2 separate regions of the Danio rerio genome follow, and region 1 is linked to region 2. Evidence: chromatin contacts called from public HiCAR-type data. All regions are on one chromosome and are shown on one strand. The core of a region is the stretch at or near the end of the contact, and the rest is flanking DNA. Distances in the headings are between cores, read along the strand shown. Region 1 holds the start of mapre2 (microtubule-associated protein, RP/EB family, member 2). Region 2 holds the start of ube2v2 (ubiquitin-conjugating enzyme E2 variant 2).

Region 1 (6,770 bases), core at 267-2,766, 190 kb before region 2:
ATACTGAAATAAAAGTCTCTCAGCAACTTCCGGTTTATGGTGACTTGAAATATAACGTTAGAATTGTGACTCTCAAGAAACGTACACATATTCAAGAAAACGTTTAGTTATTTATGCTACATCGCAATTGCCCTTCTAAATAATTATGACTCTCTTTTTCACTTAAATGTCCAGAATTGTGTTAAAAATTCAGCATTAAAAGAAAAGTCCGAACTGTGAGAAGTCACAATGACCTTATTATGTATGTAATCTAACAGGCCACTTGTAAACGCAAGTTTCTAATCAGCCAATCACATGGCAGCAACTGTGTGATGAAAAAGAGAAAATATCTAGTAAGTGGCAGTTCTGTGGGCACAAATGCTTTGTTGATGCCAGAGGTCAGAGAAGAATGGCCAGACTGGTTCCAGCTGATAGAAAGGCAACAGTAACTTACAGTAAACCACTTGTTACAACCGAGGTCTGCAGAAGAGCATCGTGCACAACACGTCCAACCTTGAGGCAGATGGGCTACAGCAGCAGAAGACCACACCGGGTGCCACTCCTGTCAGCTTAGGTCAGAAAACTGAGGTTACAATTCATAAAGGCAATATTTGACAATAGAAGATTTAACGACAATAGATTTAAGATTTAAGACAATATAAAAAAAAACATTTCTTTTGTTAAACACGAAAAAACTTCCATAGTAAGAAACTAAAACTAGGGAAGTTGATAGGTGCCAACAACCAACATACTTCAAAATATCATTTTTTGTGTTGAACAGAAGAAACTCGTAAAGGTTTAGAAGGACATGAGGGAGAATAAATGATGAGGTAATTTTCATTCTTGGGTAAACTATCCCTTTAAGAGGAAACACTTGAGGCCTTTGAGGTGTACTACGTTCATAAATATACATTTATCATATCTCAAAAACATAACAATTTAGGCCAAACTCAATGCTAATGTAACCTTTCAGACTGACTGAGAAACGTCCAGTATGCCATGAATCAAATGCTAAGCCATAAAATAAAAAAAATATATATCATATCATAATGTATAAAATAACTTAACAAAATAATCAACACACAGTGCAAACATCAAAAAGTAACTTTGTAAGGGCTTAAACAAAATCATGGTCATTAAACAAATCCTACATTATTTTCAAAGCCTTTATATAGGAGGCAAAATTGACAGAGTCAAATTGAGGAGCTGTTTTTTTTTTTTTTCATTTATAAATGAAACATTTTAGTAAAATAAGTAAAGAATTTTCAGTCAGGTAATCATTTTTGTTGTTCAGATGTACTCCAAATTGTCTCGACAAATATATACAACGAAATCCATTGTTTAATCCAGTTGCCCATGTCAAACCAATAAGGTTAAACCAAATTACAACGAAGAATCATATAAAACTTCAAATGATGTACTTAGGAGGCTGAAATGTGAAGCACCCCTCCCAAAGTCACATGACTGCAGTTCCACGACTCACCTGAGAGATCGCTGTCGAGTGGAAGACACATTCATACACACACAAACACACACACATACATTTACTCGGGATTTACACTGAGAACAAGCAGGCAGACGGCAGGGAACAGCCCCGACGTCCCTTTCCTCGTCCTTTCGAGTATTTCACAGAGCCAAATGCCCGGTCCGACCCAAGCTCTGTCCCCCAATGGAGAGAACAACAACGACATCATTCCGGACAACAACGGCACCAACATCATTCCCTACAGAAAGAACACAGTGCGGGGAGAGCGCGCCTACAGGTACACCGCTGCTATTACCATCCGCCGGCCGCTTACAAAGAAAACCAGCGCTTTATCCGAGCTTCAATCAATGCATTTAGCCTAAAACATCACAATCGGGCCGTTTTAATCCATGCATTCCCAAAGCCACTCACATTATGCCTGCGTTCTATCCAACAGAGGGGCTTTTCCTGTGGCAGCTATGGCGTTTCCCCCGATGGTGCACCCCTTAAAAATCATATTAAACGCTTTTTGGCGTATGCTTTCATTCTTTGGGCGTTTTCTCCAAATGTTTGTCGAATAATTTAGGATGGATACGTGCTGGGATGTCCGCTGACAGGCTGCTTTCCCAGGTTTTGACAGTGCATGGCCTGTATGTATGTTCACTAAGCAGTCAGCCATTGCGTACTCTAATTCATTCCATCTCATCCCCAAATATGTGTGAAGATTAACTGCGTGTCGTGCGTAATAGCGGCTGATACCCTCTGGATGTGTGAAAAATGTGATTGCATGCGTTTTGGGGGTCTTGAAACATGTTTTGGGTTGATGGCTTTTGTTGACACTGATTTTGTTGGCTGCTGCTTTCCCTCCCCCTTCATTCCAGCATCTCACTAAACTGTTTATCTTTCCTGCTAAATTTAGATGAATCTGCTATTTAAGCACAACGCTAATGTCTGCTGTGTTTAAGCTTATTAAAGTCATGAGAAATTATTAGGGAGGAAGATTTGTCATCCTGAAGGGATTTTAAGGGAGCCTTATATAAGAGATGTGGCTTTTCCTTTGAGGAACTCAGCTCATTATTGAAGTGAGGAGAGGATGTTCTGGGAATTCATAAGGAATGGGGTTGATCTTTTAATTGGCAGTGATTTAAAACGGACTTAATTTGGTTGATTTCATTAGGTTATTTTCTTATACATGTTGTGCAGTGCTGTTTATAATCCAATATTGAACCGATAGAAATGTATTGCATAAGAATATATACAAAACAATCTTACAAGTGGTGGCACACAAGATTTGGTGGATTATTAACCCTAATTTTCTTGCCACAAAGTTTCCGCTCATTAAAGTTGTGCGTAAAAAAGTGAATTGTAAGTAATATGATGTGAAAGACTGATGCGTTTACATTGTATTTGTCCATGTGTGTGTGAAAACGTAATATTCTGTAGGGAATTTAGGGATTGTATAAGGCCATTTGGTGATTTGTATCACACAACAAAAGTGGTGGCACAAAGGATTTGTTGTATTATTAACTCCAATTGTCTTGCCACAAAGTTTCCACCCAATAAAATTGTGCTTGGAAAGAATACAGAAAAATGTAATTGAAGTAACCGTACCATTATCTGCCCCAAAAATTGTAGTTCAAGTAGAGTAAAAGTATATGTTGTAAAAAGTAGGCCTTTTAAATGGGAGTTGTGAGTATTACGATGTGATGCGTTTTACATTGCATTTGTGCGTGTGTGTGTGTGTGTGAAAACGTAATATTCTGTAGGGAATTTAGTGATTAAGGTTATTTGGTAATTTTATTTTGCACAACAAAAGTGGTGGCACTTAAGATTTTTTGTATTATTGACATAATTTTCTTACCACAAAGTTTCCACTCACTAAAATTAGTGTTTTGAGCAGTGGCGAAAAGAGTACTGAACAATTTTACACAAGTAAAAGTATCATTACTTGCCCTAAAATGTAGTGTAAGTAGAGTAAAAGTATATGTTGTTAATATTACTCAAAGAATTAGTAAAAAGTAGGCCTTTTAAATCAGAGTAGTGAGTATTACGATGTGATGCGTTTACATTGCATTTGTGCATGTGTGTGTGAAAACGTAATATTCTGTAGGGAATTTAGTGATTGAGGCCAGGTGATTTTTTTAGCACAACAAAAGTGGTAGCACTAAAGATTTGTTGCATTATTAACCCAAATTTTCTTACCACAAAGTTTCCACTCATTAAAATTAGTGTTTTGTGCTGTGGTGAAAAGAGTACAGAACAATCATACACAAGTAAAAGTACCATTACTTATTGCCCTAAAATGTAGTGTAAGTAGAGTACAAGTATCTGTTGTAAATATTACTCAAAGTATACGTAAAAAGTAGGCCTTTTAAAAGTGTGTATTGATTATTACAATGTGAAAGATTGATGCGTTTACATTGTATTTGTGCATGTGTGTGTGTGTGTAAACGTAATATTCTGTAGGGAATTTAGTGATTGTTTAAGGCTATTTGGTGATTTTAGTCCTCATAGGCTTGGGCGGTAATATGATATACCGTTGGATCTAAAAAATAGCAACGGTATCAGTTTCAATACCATTATACCATCATACAAAACAATGCACTTATATTGACCTTATTCTCCGCCGACAAGTGGGCGCTGCCATTTGAATCTTTTTGGCTCGAGACTTCCGGTCTCATTCACTTCCATTCATTTTTAGACATTAAAAACTGCTCATTACGCTGCTTGATGTTGCAATTTGATATTTTCTTTATCATATTATTCTACTTGGTCTATATAGTCATGCAAACATTTGTTTGTAGAGCAAGTAGTTTGACCGTTTTCTGCCGGTTATTATTCTTAGTAATTTCTCCCATAGGCGACTGAATCAGAAGTTCTAAGACAATCGCGAAAACAGGCGCACTTCCGCATTTTAGAATAAGGTCAATAGGAGACAAGGATTAAATATAATTTATTTAATGGGGACGAGGCAATTTGCAAATTGTGCTACAAAAAGATGACCGCGAGAGATGGATATACCTCAAACCTATGGTGGTGTTTACGGTAGGCACAAGCCTAACGTTTGGTGATGCTGTCTGAGCCTTACGCCATCATTTTTTTCACGCACAAAACTATACTAAGGTAAAATAGGGAGGAGGTTTGACAGTATCTGGGTGGTATTTGGATACCGCCCAAACCTACCATATACAGTTGATAACTTCATCATCTAAACAGTCTCTCGGTCATTACATGTTTGCGCAATTTGATTATTTGGGAATCATAGGACTTATTATTCTACGTAGCCAATCAAATATAAAAAAGAATAAAAAATAAAGTAGTGACTGCTGATTGAAGGAAAATAGGAGTAAAAGTACTGATACAGTTCTTAAAATGTACTCCAGTGAAAGGAAAAGTACACAACTAACAAATTGAAGTGGATAAAACAATGAAGTTATCCCCCAAAAAGAATCTCAAGAATTGTTGTTTCAGCTTATTTTAAATAAGTAGTTTGAAAAAGCAGCAACAACTCATGTTTCAAGTGTACAATTCCTGAGAAAAACTACTCATTTAGAGTAATCTGAGTGTTTTTAATTTGCCACTTTTCACCGCTGGGTTTGTGCCAAACTAAGTTCTGCTTTAAATCCTATTGTCAGATTTTAAAGGGCACTGACTTTAGCATAAAACAACAAAGCTCATATCTAAAACAATTTATCCTCTAAAACAAATGTATTGTTACTACAGTTTAAACAATGACCATATTTCTGCACATAAAAAATTCAGCCCGTATTGATTTGCCTAAAATATTAGTATTGACTTGGGGCGGGGAAAGTGGGATGGACAACCCTAAGTGCACAATTCTGGATGAGAACTAACACAAAACACAACTCAAGATTTCTCTGTATGTATATATCTCCATTTACATGGCCGTTACCTGTAGTAGACATCAGTATCGTGTTACACTGTGTTTACAGATGAACCCTGCTATGCAAATCGCTTTTAGAGAGTGAAGTCGGTAATATGTAAATACTGGCTCTTTGGTTGGATCAGTTTTGTTTGTATTAACATATTAAAAACCAAAATAATTTAGCAATTTCATAGTTTTATAGATTTAAAGTGGCCCATTTTGATTTTATCGTATTTGATTTCATTTTCACAGATTGACGTAAAGTAAAAGTGCAGGATTATTTCCTTAAGAAAGAAGTGATTCTTTCTGGCTGATACAAGTCATCAGGAACTTTAGTTTTACTTCTTGTAAAAGCCCAGTGTAGGTTTATAAACATTGACCCTCAAACACTGTGGTTGTAACTGAGACTGGAGGAGTTTGTGTTGTCAACATTTTGATAAGAATTAGGTTTTTTTTTCTGTGCTGCCACTGCAAATCAATTTTACCCCACATGACTTGTGCTAAATGATTTTCACAGGGTTTCTCACTTGTTTCTCTTTCATTGATTATTACACATTTATTAGACTTATGTAATGAAAATAGTTTAGAATAGTAAAGGGCCGTTAACACAAAACAACTTTTTCCTTTCTAATGTGCTACTTTACTACTATTTTTCTATGTCAAAGCAAGCAACACCTGCTCAAAAATTCGTTTAATACTTTTATTTATGTTTAATGTTTTATGTTTCCACATAGAAAGTCACGGCATATTTAAGAAAATTATAACCAATGAATAAACCAATCACCATGTGCACTATTACAAGCAATTCTGACACAAAACCCCCTTCATTACATCCATCATTATAAATCAAATTTAATAAATTAAAAAAATTTATCAAAATAATCTGTCGTAAACCATATACAACATTTGATAATGCTGCATCATTTAATCCACCAGGGGCCTCATGTACGAAGACTTGCGTGGAAATCATACTAAAACATTGCATACGCATAAAGCTGTAAATGTGCGTACGCAGAAAAAGTTCAGATGTATGAAACACTGCGTACGCCGAATCTCACGCATATTCTTTTGTACATCTGAATGAACGTGAAACTGAGCGCAACATGCACGAGCGCAAAACCCCTCCCTGCCTCCTCCCCCGTATGAATATGCTAATGACTCTACTTTGGCACAACCCAATGAAAAAACAAATTCCAAAAGCAAGCAAGAAAAGAAACTTTGAACAGAATGTGAATTGGAGGTGCTGCTTTCGGAGGTAGACCGGAGAAAAGTGGTGTTATTTGCAAGTTTGTTCTCCGGAATTAACAACAAAAGAAAAAAATAGAGTGGGAGAGTTTAGCTGATGCGGTTAACACAGTTGGGTCTGAACATCGCACTGAGTGAATTAAAAAAGAAATGGTGTGATTTATAGGTGTAAAATGTTGCAGCACCCTTAACAGT
Region 2 (7,579 bases), core at 1,473-3,972:
GCCCTCAGACTTCTGGCTGATGAAGATTATCTGACGGTCACAGGAAAAACTGTCCGGCTTCTCTAAATCTTTGACTCTGCTGCTTCCTCTTTCGCTGCTTGCATTTCCTGTTGTGCTTTTTCTATCGAGCAAATGTTGTTAATAGTGTGTGGAGCCTTTCTGGTTACAATAAATGAGTTTTGTTATTCTTACAAAGATTTTGTATATAGTGTGTGGTTTAGTTGTTTTGCAAATAGGTAATATGCAAAGCATGTGCTCTCTGACCCAAAGCCATTGAGGTGTTAGTGAAAACATTAAAGAACGCTTTATATCTGGTGCAGAAACAAGATGAAGATGAAACAATTCACAGTGTGTATAATGACATGAATGGATTAAAAACACTGCGTATTATCCTGCAGGAGTTTGAACATTGACATAAACGATGTGGTTAATATAAATGGATTCTTTTTACAATGGCAAAGTAATTGAAGACTGAAATAAACAGCTGGTTGTTCTAATTTGTGTGTGTTTGGTTTACTTTGCCGTAAGATTTTTTATTTTAGGACTTTTAGACTAAGTGAAGTTTATTCATAAACTAATTTCGAGAGGATCACGTGCTTATGATTGACACGGCTGGCCCAGAGTCAAGCTAATGTACGAACCACCAATCAGGCTATTCCTAACCCAGTATAAATAACCAAACATCTTACCTTTAGTCATCTTCGTTTTGATGAATCCCCCCTTCCACCCCTTCTCCTCTTTTCTACAGGACAGCACGGCGGCCCAGTGGCTAGCACTGCGGCCTCACAGTAAAATCTCACAGGGAATCTCGAGATCTACCCGAGCTCAAACTCCCCTCTCGCCCTGCAATGGGAGGGAGCTCCGGGCTCGAGGATCTCTTGAGCTCGGGGCTCTCTCCCGGGACAGCATGCCAAACTAGCTTATTACCAATCATCAGCTAAGTGTGAACTCTTGAATTAATGACCAAATACAAATTACTGATGAGGTCTTGATTTTTTTTTTTCCTGTGGAAAAATATTTTTAAAGTAGCAGGGTTTGGTTGACTATAAGGATGCTGGCCATTTTAATAGGTACACTCTCAAACTGCTCAATGTAAATTTCTAATCAGAAAAACACATGGCAGCAACTATATGTGTTTAGGCATGTAGACATGGTCAAGATGATCTGCAGTTTAAACTGAGCAAGAAAGGGGACGAATGGTGATTTAAGTGACTTGGAACGTGGCATGGTTGTTGGAGTATTTCAGAAACTGCTGATCTACTGGGATTTTCTAGCACAACCATCTCTAGGGTTTACAGACAATAGCCTGAAAAATATACAGTGAGCGGCAGTTCTGTGGGTGCAAATGCCTTGATGTCAGAGGAGAATGGCCAGACTGGTTCCAATTGATAGTAAGGCAACAGTAACTCAAATAACCACTCTTTACAACAGAGGTATGCAGAAGAGCATCTCTGGATGCACAACACGTCCAACCTTGAGACGGGCTACAGCAGCAAAAGACCACACTGGGTGCCAATCCTGTCAGTTAAGAACAGGAAACAGGCTACAATTCACACAGTCTCACCAGAATTGGACAACAGAAGATATATATATATATATATATATATATATATATATATATATATATATATATATATATATATATATATATATATATTTTATTTTTTTTTTTTATTTTTTTTTTTTTTTGGCCTTTTTGTCTTTATTATATAGGACAGAAATGAGACAGGAAGTGAAGTGAGAGAGAGTGGTAGGGTTGGGAAATGTTCTCGAGCCGGTATTCGAACTCGGGACACCCTGACGTGCTACTGCACCATATGTCGGCACTAACCAATAGGCTGTTACGCCGACAGGACAACAGAAGATTTGAAAACGTTGCCTGGTCTGAAGAGTCTTGATTTCTGCTGCGCCATTGGGATGGTCGGGTCACAATTTGGCGTCAACAATATGAAAGCATGAATCCATCCTGGCTTGTATCAACGGTTCAGGCTGGTGGTGATGGTGTGGGAATATTTTTTTATCACAAGTTGGACACATTAGTACCAATTGAGCATTGTGTCAACGCCACAGCCTACCTGAGTATTGTTGCTGACCATGTCCATCCCCTTATGACCACAGTATGACCACCTTCTGATGGCAACTTCCAGCAGGATAATGTGCCATGTCATAAAGCGTGAATCCTTTCAGACTGGTTTCTTAAACATGACAGTGAGTTCACTGTACTCAAATGGCCTCCACAGACACCAGAGCTCAATCCAACAGAGCACCTTTGGGATGTGATGGAACAGGAGATGAGTGTGCAGCCGACAAATCTGCAGCAACTGCGTGATGCTACCATGTCAATATAGAGCAAAATCTCTGAGGAATATTTTTAGTACCTTGTTGCCAGAATGATTTAGGCAGTTCTGAAGACAAAAGGGGGTCCAACCCGGTATTAGTAAAGTGTACCTAATAAAGTTGCCTATTAGTGTATTTATTACCATACTATTTTATTTTCTCTTTAAGTTCCTTCACATGAAACAGTGAAACTTTTAAGACGTAGTGATGAAAATGCGCCAATATGAAATGCTGATAAAAGATGTCAGATTTAAGCTCTGCTGATATATAAAATATATATTTGGTAAAAATAAATCTTTGCAGTGGAGCCACACCCCTTTATGTCTTGCTACAGCACTGTGCGTCATTAGTCACATGACGCGCCGACGTCACGCTTTCGTACGCTTTTGGATTCGGGCAGGAGAAGATGGCGGCCTCCTCAGGTTTGTCTGACAATTTCTTCAATCCTCGCGCCCCTCCGCTGACTTATTTTCACAACAAAATAGCCGAGCTCGTTCCACACAAACGCACGGACATTTTCACTGAGATTAACCATGCGCGAACGCCTTTATTTACTTCATGTAACACATCTGTGTGCAGTTTAACTGTGTGTGTTAGCATCGAGCTAACGGCCCTCAAATAGACCCTTAGTTTAAAAATAACGACTCTTTTATTTCATGTTAGCATCTATTTAATAATGAAGTCACACAGCTCATTTAATTATGGAGTTATATAGCGTTAAATCCAAGTTTAAATGTTTTGTATTGCAGTTGGGCGGGTGTATCAGTGCAAAAGTGAGGCGAGGCGGAGCGTTGACGCGCGTGTTTCTGCTGGTTATCTCCAGAGTCATGACAAAACGGGCCTGCAACTCACATTTAAGTGCTAAAACGCCACTTAAACATGTTAATACAGCTTGTCAGATTCATTTAAAACTGTTAAGGATCAGACGTCTTTTTTAGAAGTGCGTCGTGATTGTGTAATACATTTTTTTATTGGTGCATAACCGCATAGAATTGAACGTGAAGCCGTTTCACAAACATCTGCATTAGTTACGTTTATTGAGGTAAAGTTGGGTTTATATTCGCAAATTCGGACTTCCTCCTTAATATTAAAAATGTACAAATGTGTTCTTTGTAAAAATCTAAACCGTGAGATCATTTTAGCAGCCAACGACTTTTAAAGAAACATTGTTCACAGTCAGTGAAATAGTGCTAATGTTGTTTTGAAGTCATATTTACATGTGATTCCAGGCCGAATATACCATGGTAAACAATATATGGAGCATGTCAAGTTGTCACTGTTCTAAAACGAACGAATGTGCGAATATAAAGTCAACTTTACCTCAGTATTATTTTAGAGTTTAGAGTTTGGAGAGTTGATTCATACTTTAGGGTTTTTAATCCTTATTTTAATTAATTTGCTTAATTGTTGTTATTAACTGAAGCTGTAAATAACAGTGTAGTGTGAGGATCATAGATCAGCTCACATTTACAGCTTGTATGTAAATAGCACATTTTAATGCATTTTAAATTTGACAACAATTTATTGCATTTTAACAGGCTTTCATGGTTGCACAATTTAGATATGTCAATATTTGGAGTGTGTGTTTTACTTGTAATATTAAAGTTTTGCATGTATTAAATATATGCATGTTTTGTCAGAAATGTGTTGAGCTTAGCCTTGTGCAGGCCAACTTGCGATTTTTGAGGAAGTGAGAAACGGTGATAGAGCGCCATGGGTGTCATTTCCTGAATCACTCACAAAAGAGTAATCGGTCTCTCCTTTACACTCTCACCTGAACTTGCAAATCTTGTCTCTCCACTTTTCCATCCCTGTAGTGTCTGAAAACGGTGAACTTCTACTCTGATTCATATTTGCAATAGCTCAGTTTTGGGATTTGTTTTCTGATTTGTTTCATGCAAGCTTGCATTATTAGCTTTATTCTGTTTTATATAGTTTGAAGGTAATAGGCAAATGCATCATACACTCAATGTTTTGTTCAAATTTCAATTATTTTTCTCCTTCAGTGCATCACATGTCCCTTAAGATGTTTTGCTTGTCCCCAAAGATGGAAACATGTTAGTTTCATTTTAAATGAGATCCGGAACTCTGTTAAAAGTACTTTACTAGCACTTTCAGTGAAATAATATGCTAGAAAATGATTTCGGTTGGAAAAAACCTTGAAAATATAACAAGTTAAATATAACTGATTTAAAATAAACTCAAGAAATAAAATCTGTAGCACAATTAAAAGCTAAATTTCTTATTTAATGTTTAATCATAGGAATTCACTGGTCAAATTAAACTGAATGAACCATGAGCATTAATGCATGCATTTAATAATAAATTAAGCTTTTAAGCGGCCCTAGCAATTAAGTGGCTCTGATTACTATGCATTTACATTAAAATTAATCATTTTGTAAAATGCACCTATTGTGCACATACAAGATTTTACATTGTACTTATAAAAAATCATGTAATTATACCTGTACGTACATTTTTAACTAGTCCATTGACCATTCCTTATTCATTAAATTACCCTTAAACCCACCCATACCACCAAACCTGTCCATAACTTTCCACCACTGTAGTTTTACATTGTGCTTATTTTTAAAATTATATTCATGTAATTATATCTGTAATTCATTTCTGTAATTACATTTTTAATTACTCTGTTGACCATTCCTTACACATGAAATTACCCTTAAACCTACCAAAATCAACAAACATGTCCATAACTTTTCACATAAGTAGTTTTACATTTTGCTTATTTTTTAAATTATATTCATGTAATTATATCTGTTATTACAGTTGCAATCCAAATTTATTAAACCCTCTGAATTATTAGCCCCCCCTGTTTATTTTACCCCTAATTTCTGTTTAACAGAGAGATTTTTCTCAACACATTTCTAAACATAATAGTTGTAATAACTTGTTTTTAATAACTGATTTATTTAAAAAATATATTTATATAATATTTTCTAGATATTTTTCAAGACACTTCTATACACAGCTTAAAGTGACATTTAAAGGCTTAACTAGGTTTATTAGGTTAACTAGGCAGGTTAGGGTAATTAGGCAAGTTATTGTATAACGGTGGTTTGTTTTGTAGACAATCAAAACAAATATAGCTTAAAGGGGCTAATAATTTTGACCTTAAAATGATTTTTAAAAAATTGAAATCAGCTTTTATTCTAGCCAAAATAAAACAAATAAAACTTTCTCCAGAAGAAAAAATTATTATCAGACATACTGTGAAAATGTCCTTGCTCTGTTAAACATTGTTTTGGAAATAATTAAAAAGAAAAAAATTCAAAAGGGGTTTAATTATTTTGATATTAAACTGTATATTTGTAATTAAGTTTTTAATTGCTCTGTTGACCATCCTTACACATTAAATTACCCTTAAACCTACCCATGCGACCTTAACTGTCCATAACCTTTTGACCACAGTAGTTTTATATTTTACTTATTATTTGTCACAAGTAACTAATAGTTAAGGCCACTTAATATAAAGTGTGATCTAATTTAATTGAATACATAAAAGATGATATTTTCTGTTATTTTATCAGCTTTTTTTTACCTTCTTATGTAATTTTCAGAGTATGAATATTCCAATGATTAACGCGAACCTATAAAAACAAAATATCGCAATATGTGGATGTTTCCCAGAGATGGGTTGCAGCTGGAAGGGCATCTGCTGTGTAAAAACATATACTGGATAAGTTGACAGTTCAATCCTCTGTGGCAACCCTGGATTAATAAAGAGACCAAGCCAAAAAGAAAATGAATGAATAAATTAATATTGCAATATGAATAAAGTTTAACAATATTACCCAATTAAATATTTGGGAAGAGTTTTTACATTGTTTTACATTGAGTGGAATGATTTTGTTGGAGAGTGCATCTGCATAAAATATCCAAAAGTATATAAAAAAATCTAATTAAGAAATTAAAGCACGATTAAATACTAATTAAACAATGCTTTATGGTTTTTGGTGGAATATTGCAATATTGAGGTAAATAAATTCAATTCTTAAATCTAAAATAACACCGTCTTCATTTGGCAACTTCATAATTCCTTGTTCTTGAATTTGTTTTAAATCTTTCGGTGATAGGGCTTAAAAACACATCTGAGTAAAAATCTTTCACACAAATTATTTATGATTGAAATTCACAATAACTCAACAAATCATGTGAACTGGACTGTGATTTTTAGTTAATTATAATCCTAACTCAACATCGCACATCTTATGATGCGACTATTGCGGATGCGCACATTGCTATATCAATGCTGAAACAATATATTGGGCAGCCCTACTTCAAATGTAAACCACAGATGTTTGTTTTTATCATTTCCTGCAGGAGTTAAAGTCCCTCGTAATTTTCGTTTGTTGGAAGAGCTTGAGGAAGGACAGAAGGGTGTTGGAGATGGGACGGTGAGCTGGGGTCTGGAGGATGACGAGGACATGACTCTCACACGGTGGACGGGCATGATCATCGGACCTGCACGAGTATGTTTGCTGTTGAAACTCGTTTATTTGACCTTATTCTTCACGTATGAGTGCGTGCAGCCATTGGAGTCTCTTAGGCTCGACTTCCGCTCTCACTTCCATTGATTTCTAGACGTTAAAAACTGCTTGTTTTGCTGTTTCATGTTGCAAACTGATATTTTCTTGTCATATTATTCTACTAATTATGTATAGTCATGAACACACTTGTTTATAGAGCAAGCAGTTTGACCGTTTTCTGCCGTTTATTATTCCTAGTCATTTCTTCCATTTGCGTTCTAAAACAATCGCAAAAACGAGCACTCTTCCGCATTGAAGGATAAGGTCATTATGGCAGTTCAGTGACAATATTAATCAGCCATCTGGAAACATTATTACATTTTCAGGCAATGTTATTATTTTTATTTATTTTTGTGTTGCATTTCAGTTTTTGTGCAGTTATGTAATGGCGTGAGTGACGAGTTTTGGTCACTAGTAAACAACCTGCCCTCATCATGCCATTCAGCCTGACACATGACAGCTGTAGATTAAAGATAAAGAATCAGGCTATGAAAAAAAACAATACTGCTGCGCAAACCTGCTTCAGTGATTCATGTAATTGTTTACATTCTTAGTTGGGCTGAAAATTATTTAGTCTAGTTTTGGGCTCAAAATTAGGTCTTTCGTTCTTTGTTGAGGTCATTTTTTATCCCAAATATAAGTTTTAAATCATTCTATCGTGACTTATAGAAATGATAGGACTTTATATTCAT

What was found. HiCAR-type assays count read pairs that join an accessible place to other places.
Region 1: a HiCAR-type map of caudal fin shows a contact between it and region 2, with 2.8 times the contacts expected there. The contact joins the promoter of mapre2 here to the promoter of ube2v2 in region 2. A contact is called at or near these places in 2 of 4 datasets of contacts at active chromatin or transcription factors (caudal fin and embryo).

What each region holds. Positions count from the first base shown.
Region 1 is chr24:39,431,620-39,438,389 of GRCz12tu, reverse strand. It overlaps mapre2 (microtubule-associated protein, RP/EB family, member 2), which reads left to right and starts at 1,516. Exons shown (of 8, transcript NM_001109702.1): 1 at 1,516-1,742. The coding sequence starts at 1,618.
Region 2 is chr24:39,246,336-39,253,914 of GRCz12tu, reverse strand. It overlaps ube2v2 (ubiquitin-conjugating enzyme E2 variant 2), which reads left to right and starts at 2,722. Exons shown (of 4, transcript NM_213515.1): 1 at 2,722-2,759; 2 at 6,682-6,830. The coding sequence starts at 2,744. It overlaps mcm4 (minichromosome maintenance complex component 4), which reads left to right. Exons shown (of 17, transcript NM_198913.2): 17 at 1-497. The coding sequence ends at 66.